Linked DNA regions of Sander lucioperca: region 1 is linked to region 2. Evidence: chromatin contacts called from public Hi-C data. All regions are on one chromosome and are shown on one strand. Each heading gives the region's core, a stretch centred on a gene start, on an enhancer-like site or on the middle of the called end of the contact. The rest is flanking DNA. Distances are from core to core; before and after follow the strand shown.

Region 1 (4,450 bases), core at 1,474-3,973, 140 kb after region 2:
GCACTAAACCAACCAGACTCCATTTAAAAAAGCAATACTTTTATCCAAAACTGCTTTTCATAGTTTTATTTTGTTTCTGGCGACTTTGAATGAAGTGTATTTTACGATGCTAAAATCACTGTTTATTTACATGGAGTCTGGTGGGTTTAGCGAATGCAATTTTGCGGATGTTTTTATGTTTAAAAAAAGCATCTTACTCTTTAACAGAAAGGTTGACCTCCTTAGAAATCCTTTCCATAATATTGTCAGACACTTATTATATTAATCTGAGTCTGTCAGTGGCAAAACGAGCAGTTTTGTGAAGGTAAATACAAGCTGGACAATTGTCCTATTAACTTACATTGTAGCTTGTTTCGCTTCTGTGGCCGCGTGACTTTCTAGAGCTTCTCGCCTTTGACTAAACGCCAGCCCTTGCCACCAAAAAAACAGACCGGTCCACCGGGAATTGGCCTGCTATAAACTAACTAAAGTAAATCACCAATTCAGTGTTAAGAAAGAATACAAATGTGAAAACAACACTGAAATCCCTCCACTCTCGTGTTTAGGCGTATAAAATCTCTTTCAAGCAAATTCAATTCAATTCAATTCAATTTTATTCATAGTATCAAATCATAACAAGATTCATCTCAAGACACTTTACAGATAGAGTAGGTCTAGACCACACTCTATAATTTACAGAGACCCAACAGTTCCAGTAATTCCCCCAAGAGCAAGCAAAGACTACATTATTACATTATAACATGATAACGGCCATTTAATTTCTAGTTATACCCAGAATTAGATCCAGGTTAGGTGAGGGCGCCTTCAGTTACTATGGTCCTGCTCTCTGATGTATGTGTGTGTGTGTGTGTGTGTGTGTGTGTGTGTGTGTGTGTGTGTGTGTATATGTGTGTGTGTGTGTGTGTGTGTGTTTCTATGTTACTAGTTTCAGGTATATATTTACAATAGGTGACTGCACCAAGGAGACGGACATAGTTTCACTAAGAATTTGTTTATTTTGCAAATGGTAATAAATCATTTTAATTATTCTGGTGTTATTGGAATAAATAATATTTCAAAAAAATCTTTTTTATAAAAAATCTCAACAAACATCTTCACACTAAACTGAAAAAGGCTGTTGCTGCAATTGTGTTAATTTTACAGGAAAAAAAACACTGCACTAATAATGAAGAAAACGCTGTTATTATTAGACGAGGAGCCTACGATCATAATGATGACGTTACTGTTTAATGCAGGACACTTTTTACATGTTGTGGTCAATTTAGAGATTTTGGTCTATTTTGCTTCCATGTGTCCATATGTCTAACTGTTCAGATGCATCAATCAGGGCCAGGGGGGGTGTCTAACTGTTCAGATGCACCAATCAGGGCCGGTGGGGGGTGTCTAACTGCATGTCAATCACTGCTCATGCACACACATTCATTCTCCCTTGTGGGGGGAGGGGCTTAGGAGACTGATATGTTTTAGTTATTTTGTTTATCCTGTTCACCTACAGTGCCTTGTCAAATGAATGCAAATTAGCGCATTTTAACTAGTTAACGCCTAATTTGCATATCGATGATGCCTCAGCTAAACCTTAGCTAACTTATTACACAAGCTAGCTCATGCATGTTAGCAAGACACAAGTTAACTAGCTATTTGTTTTGTCTTTCGGCTAATTAGCTGTAAACTCGAGGCACTGGCTGCTTAGTCTTTTGTTCTGTGTGCAAACAGGAATGTATAGGCTATATTCATTCATAATAAAAAATAAAAAATAAAAAAAACATGCATCCAGAAAAAAGGGCACTTTCTCTCGAGGAGGAAAAAGGGCAGGTGCTCAAGCCCCTTTTGATGTCTATGTGTGCACGTGCATGTGTGTGTGTGTGTGTGTGTGTGTGTGTGTGTGTGGATAGATAGATTGATACTTTATTCATCCCGAAGGAAATTTTAGGATCCAGTAGCTTAGACAACCTTAACACAACAAACACATATACACACATATATCACACATGCATAAGAATAAAAATAAAAGTCACGCACAGAAATGCAATGACCATGATAAGGTGCTATGGTAGACTGTGTGCAATGGCGACAGTGCAACAGTGAACAGTGCAGGGATTGAACAGTGCAGTAGAGTATTATTAAATATTAACTCTGACTATGAAATATTAACATAACATATTAACTGACTGATTGAATAAGAATAATAAAGAACAATATATAACAGGGAATAAGTTATAAGATGTACAGTAGTTGTTATGACCACAGTCCAGATTGGTGTGTGTGTGTGTGTGTGTGTGTGTGTGTGTGTGTGTAAGTAATAAAAGGTGCTCTATATAAAATTGCCATTGCCATCATGTCATTTGTGAAGTTTTAAAATTAGCACCCCTAAATTTAGTCCAGGCACCCCTAGAATACTGATCCAAAGAGACTATAAAAGTACACCACCATTTCATTTGGAATAGCCTACCACCTCCTTGGTAGGTAGTACTGTGGCTCAGCATTAAAGTACGTTTCCTCACATTTGTTGGTGTCTTTCTAGTTACATAGTTCAGTGTTCCCCCTACCATAATGGTCCAAAATGATGTTAAAATGCAAAGTTAGCGCAGTAGTATAACGTTTTTGAAAAATGACGTTAAGAGGTCGGATCCTAGCATTGCACAGGCTGTCACAATGCATTTCTGAACATGAACGATAAAATCAGATCACCTGTAGACTCGGTTTCCGGAGGGGAATGTCCAGTGACGCACATCATCTGCAGGTCGGGATATCAGAGGGCTAAGTGTAACTGAAGTGAAGTATGAGTACAGGAGAGTAATCCCACTACCGGGCTGGCTGCTATAAAGGAGCGCGTGCCGGGCTCTCTGGACAGGAGAACGCACGAGACCGCAGAAGAAGTTGTTGCAGAGGCTGAGCGCGCGCAGAGCATTGAAGACAGTTGGCTGGATCCCGCCACAGCGTTTTGACGCACGCACGCACGCACTATGGACTACTGTTGAGCTCTGTGAAGAAGCAGTGCACGCACAGAACAGCTGCTGCTCCTGGCTCGAACCTTGAAGCTACTCGTTTTGTTTTTTTTTGTTTCGAAGTCGGTTATCAGCGGTTATTTTAACAGAGCAGTGAGTCGAACTTATTCAAACTGCGTCGAAGAACAGCGTCGCCATGATGAAGTTACTGCTGTTACCAGTTTTAATGGCTCTGCTCGTCGTCGCCCAAGTTTTTGGCGAAGAAAACGACATCAAAGAAGATGCTGACTACTGGACGAGCAGTAATCAAATTCAGGTATTTAGATCCTCGACATAATCATTCACCATCATGACACCTATCGCGTATTATTGTCTGGAGGCAAAAAAAGTAGGAATTAATAATTGTTTCTATAATTAAATCACAATCAGTTTTATTGTAAGTATACTCACATACACAAGGAATTTGACTTCGGTAGGTGTTAACTCTATACATTCAACAAATAGACATGTGGTAGTAAACATTCAGTAGACCAATAGTAATATAGACACATACTGTACAATAGAGACAACAACATAGACCTGCATAGAGGCACATATCAACGTAATATACAAAAATACAAATAAGACATAATATCGTGTTAGCCATAACAACTTTATAACGTGGAAATATGTCACTGGAAAAAAAAAAAAAGTTGCATAAACCTGTAACATTACTCGTGTAAGTTTGTACACAGATATGAAAAAGGTAAGACAGCTGATACAACTGGATGTGTAGTTTTTTTTTTACTTAATGATATCAATATAGCTCTGAGGTAATTAATCCCAGCATCAACGTATGCAGTATATATAGTCTACTGCTACACCTAATGACTGCTGTGTGTTTCTGTAGATAGAGTTAAGCAATAATGATGGAATATTATGGGGTCAAGTATTACACGTTATCAGCACCTGATAAAGAAGTTTTTTTAAATGTGGTCTGGTGTATTTTTGCCCTTTTTACTCATTCTGTGCTCTCTCCATTTGCCATCATTTTGAATAGAATATATGATATAATTAGACTTGAGACTAGACTACTAACACGCACAGTGTCACACTTCGCCAGCCCGATGAACTGAAGACAGTTCTGTGTGTGTGTGCTTCAAGGCTGCTTTTCCTAAAAGAAGAATCAACCCCCCCCAGTGTGTAATAGGGCTGCACAATATATTGTTTGTTATCGCCATCGTGATATCAACTGGCACAATAAACGTGTCATGAAAGGCTGCGACATATCGGAGAGACAGTCCAAAAAATTCTGTATTAGTTTAAAGAAAATACCAGTACAAAACTGCACTTTAAAATGTAACTGGTGGTGCCTTTTATATTGAATTCATTCTTCAATTGGATCGATAAAAGAATGTTGGAAATTATTTCCTTTTGTTTGTTTTAAATTCAACAAGCAGTTTGTTGTATTTGAGCAGAAGACTGAAAGCAGCAGAACTGAGTACACTGAAATATCTGTTTATTTA
Region 2 (4,645 bases), core at 1,803-4,302:
GCAGTTCTCAAAACAATTAGTACAAACTGCAAAACCTAGTTGATAACCTGCAAAAGCGTGTCACTTGCTCAAAATGGATAGCTCATTCCTCAAAAGCAAGTATTCATGTCAATGAAAGTGTCAGTGTCATCAAGACGAAAAGTCCTGACACCATTGTTTATGAACAAGATAGTCAAATGGCTTTGTCATGTTTTCATTATGACAGTTTACTCTGTAAATGTTTTCCAATGCAAAAAAGTCAGATCTTGGTGACACTACCTGAAAATGCTCAAGACAGCACTATATACTACAACCCCAAATCAGAAAGAGTTGGGGCAGTATGGAAAACACATAAAAGAAAGTAGTGATTTCTAAATGTACTTTGACTTGTATTTCATTGCAGACAATACAACAGCACATAATGTAATGTGTTCATGATTCTTTTTTTTTTTTCAAAAAAACAAAATTCCTATTTTGGTTCTTGCAACACATTTCAAAAAAAGTTGGAACAGTAAAGCATTTACCACTTTGTAATGTTGCCATTCCTTTTCACAACACTTAAAAGACGTTTAGGGACTGAAGACACCAAGTGATGAAGTGTTTCAGGTGTAATTTTGTCCCATTCTTGCTGCAAACAAGTCTTAAGGTGGGCAACAGTACGGGGTCTTCGTTGTCGCATTTTGCGCTTCAAAATGTGCCACACATTCTCTACTGGAGACAGGTCGGGACTGCAGGCAGGCCAGTCAAGTACCCGTATCCTCTTCCTCCGCAGCCAGGACTTTGTAATGTGTGCAGAATGTGGTTTTGCATTATCTTGTTGAAATATGCATGGACGTCCCAGGAAAAGATGTCTTCTTGAAGGCAGCATATTGTGCTCCAAAATCTCTATGTACTTTTCAGCATTAATGGTGCCATCACAAAAGTGCAAGTTACCTTTGCCAAGGGCACTGACACAACCCCATACCATGACAGACCCTGGCTTTTGGACTTGTTGCTGGTAACAGTCTGGATGATCCTTTTCTTCTTTGGTCCGGAGCACACGGCGTCCATTTCTCCCAAAAAATACCTGAAATACTGATTCATCTGACCACAGTACACGTTTCCACTGTGTGATGGTCCATCCCAGATGCCTCCGATACCAGAGAAGTCGACGGCGCTTCTGGACACTGTTAACATAGGGCTTCCTTTTGGCACAGTACAGTTTTAACTGCCATTTGTGGATGTAACTACGTATTGTGGTACTTGACAAAGGTTAGCCAAAGTAGTCCTGAGCCCATGTGGTGATATGGCTTATAGATGAATGACGATTCTTGATGCAGTGCCGCCTGAGGGATCGGAGATCACGGTTGTTCAGCTTAGGCTTGCGCCCTTGTCCTTTACGCACTGAAATTCCTCCACATTCCTTGAATCTTTTAATTATGTTATGCACTGTTGAAGGTGAAATAAGCAAATGTCTTCCTATCTTTCTTTGAGGAACGTTGTTTTTAAACCTTTCAATAATTTTCTCATGTATTTGTTGGCAAACTGGCGATCCTCGGCCCATCTTTGCTCCTAAAGGACTAGACTTTTCTTGGATGCTGCTTTTGTACCAAATCATAATTACAATCACCTGTTGACATCACCTGTTTCAAATCACATCATTATTTAACCAATTTCCCTGATTACTAGCCCTAAATTGCTCCTGTCCCAACCTTTTTTGGAATGTGTTGCAGGTCTGAATGACAGGAAAGGATGTATATTTACAAATGAAATTAAGTTGACCAGACAAAACATGAAATATTTTGTGTTCACATTGTCTGCAATGAAATACAAGTCAAAGTACATTTAGAAATCACTACTTTCTTTTTTATTTGTGTTTTCCATACTGTCCCAACTTTTTCTGATTTGGGGTTGTATTTGCACAGCAATTTGAAAAATACAGTAAAGTTACACATTACTGTATGCAATTGTGTCTTGCAATCCTGTGTGTTGCAGAGTAAAATTACAGTAAATATGGCAAATCTTTACTGTAACACCACTGTACACTACAATACACTAAATGTGTGATGCAGTAAAGCTGTACGTCTAAATGTAAAATGTACAGTGACAAGTTATTGTCCCACTGCAAGCTTCATGTATGACACAATGACAGTAGTGCGGTGCAGATTGTTTAGTGCTGAATTACTGTCCATTTATACACACCTGTTCTCCCGACGAAATGTTTGAATAATTGAATTTACAGTGGTTCTCCCAACATTTGGCTGCACCCTACGACCAGCCTCAGCCATTGTGAGGCCGTGATTGACAACATGAGCCACAATTGTAGCCCTGATTTCATCAGGGATCCGCCTATGTACTTGGCCTCTTCTTCCTCTTCCCCTGTTTTGTCCCCTTCCCCTTCCTCCCCACACCCTCACCCCTCTTCCACGAGGCTGACCTTCCATTTCTGTGTCACAGTATTGTAGAAATGGTACACACTATGTCCTGCTTGGTTCATATATGCTTGTAAAGTGGGGGTTTATGGGATTCAGCTCTGACAGTGATAGAGAAGTGGCTTATCATTGGTTGCAACTAATGCTTCACACACCCCTTCTCATCAGTGAAAGCTGAGATTCACCTGAGAGAAATTGTTCAATTTAGGAGACATTTTCAGGAAAAAAAAGATGTAAAAAGAGATGATGTTGACAACTAGTTCAACATTTTTGTATGGAATGACTCAAGCAATGAAATGAGGACTATTAGTTTAATATGGAATGACTATTCAGCATTCACAAGTATAGTTAATTTTGACTGACATGACATAAGCAAATGATAATGTTATAAAACAGCAGAGAGTTGTATGAAAGCAATTGATGCATGTCCAAAAGCATTTGCAATTTGTTGGAAGGAATGAGAAACTGCTACTATGATGTGCACAAATGACTAAATGTTGTGGAGGTTGAACTAACTGTTGTGCAAATGTAAATAGTGATGTGAGAAATGCACCAAAGCGACTGAGAAAAACTGTAATTAACTCCTGAGAAGAAGAATGTATTTGTGCTTTCCTTGCGGAGTTACTGCTCCAGGCCAGCAGGTGGAGCTGATGTTTGCCAACCAGAATAAGAAGGTCCATTTCCGGGAGAAACAAGGACATGTGTTGAGTAACTCTCCTTGGGAATGTCGCTTTCTAACGCCGTTATGTCTCTCACTGTTTTTGGAATACAGGACAGCTGTTAAAAGTTGTATTTAAACGTTCACTGATAGTAACTGTTAGTTTGCGGTACTTGACTTCATGGCAGCTTCTGCTCATGTCTCCAGAGTCCGGTCATTGTACAAGAGGATTCTGGTCCTGCATCGGTTCCTGCCGATAGATTTAAGAGCCCTCGGGGACCAGTATGTCAAAGACGAGTTCAGAAGAAACAAACGGGCGTCGTCCGAAGAGGTGACGAGCTTCATGACAGAGTGGGAGGTAAACCATTTCATCCCTATAAAGTCGCACTAACCAAACCCCATTCATAAATCTCTCAATTTAAAGTTTACATGATTGTAGATAGTCTCACTGTTATACTCTACACTCAAACCCAAATTCTCATCCTTTTTACACCGAATTTACTAAACGCCACCTCTTACTTACAACACAATGTAATAATGTCTTCATTAGTTATCATTAGCCTGCTCGTATCCAACATGGTGGACAGAGGTATTAAACTAAGTGTTGCCTGTGGATTTCTATCCCGAATTAGATAGATAGATAGATAGAGAAGGAAATTAAGGTGTCCAATAGCTTATACACAACATATACATAGGCACACAGACATATGACATATGACATCCACGCACACATACTATAAAAATACAAAGAAAGATATATTAATAGTGTGCCCTTACATTAAAGTTTGGTTGTAGCATGTTTAACAGAGCGGTGTGGAAAAAAATGCAGAAAGGTGCAATGGTATCATAGTGCCAGTGCAAATTCTATATCTGTTCAAGTACAACAGGCTACACAATATATCAAAAATAGAATAATCATTACTTAACTATACATAGACATTAGTAAAAGACTTGAAGAAGAGTTTAAGTTAAAGTTGAAAACTGTCCATACAGACAAAAAAACAGCATGGTGTATTGACCATACAGGCAAGCTAGCAAAATGGGCAGATGGCTAATATAGCCAGTAAGGGAGTCAAACAGTGCCAATCAGTCCAGTCCAGGGTAGTTTTCTTTAAATGTATCAAGTCGGTTTTTGTTTTTTTTTACATTTGCAGATTAAGAATTGGAATTTGCATTAAATTGGAAGATTTTAAAGGACGTTTGAAAACCTTGTTCTCAGTGGGTGTTAAAATAACCCCCTTCATTAGAATTATTCATCATATGTTCTGCCACACTAAGTCAACTCAAACTAAACTTAACTTTTGTCTCTGTTTCCCTGTATTAGGTAACGTTACCAGATCACATATAGCCTATATGACACGCCTAGAATTGTGACAGTATTCCCTTGATGTCTGTGGGCGGGGTGCTGAACCAGAGAACGCAGCGATTAATGCATTAAGACGTCTGATAATTCCATGTAGCCTGGGTGTCTCTGTGTAGTCTTGCTAAATATTCAGTCTCAGATGCCATGTATTTGCCAGGAGATGAGGTGGAATAACAATATTTGGTGCTGAAGGAGACGGAGCTGAGCTCCGGCAGGGTGTGTTGTGGACCTGAG

The links. Hi-C and Micro-C count contacts between places; a contact is called where the count stands out from the background.
Region 1: a Hi-C map of muscle shows a contact between it and region 2, with 6 times the contacts expected there. The contact joins the promoter of tac1 here to the promoter of sdhaf3 in region 2. A contact is called at or near these places in 2 of 2 Hi-C or Micro-C datasets (liver and muscle).

The regions. Positions count from the first base shown.
Region 1 is chr16:27,681,019-27,685,468 of SLUC_FBN_1.2, forward strand. tac1 (protachykinin-1) reads left to right here and starts at 2,724. Exons shown (of 5, transcript XM_031279327.2): 1 at 2,724-3,261. The coding sequence starts at 3,142.
Region 2 is chr16:27,537,536-27,542,180 of SLUC_FBN_1.2, forward strand. sdhaf3 (succinate dehydrogenase assembly factor 3, mitochondrial) reads left to right here and starts at 3,053. Exons shown (of 2, transcript XM_031279325.2): 1 at 3,053-3,406. The coding sequence starts at 3,230.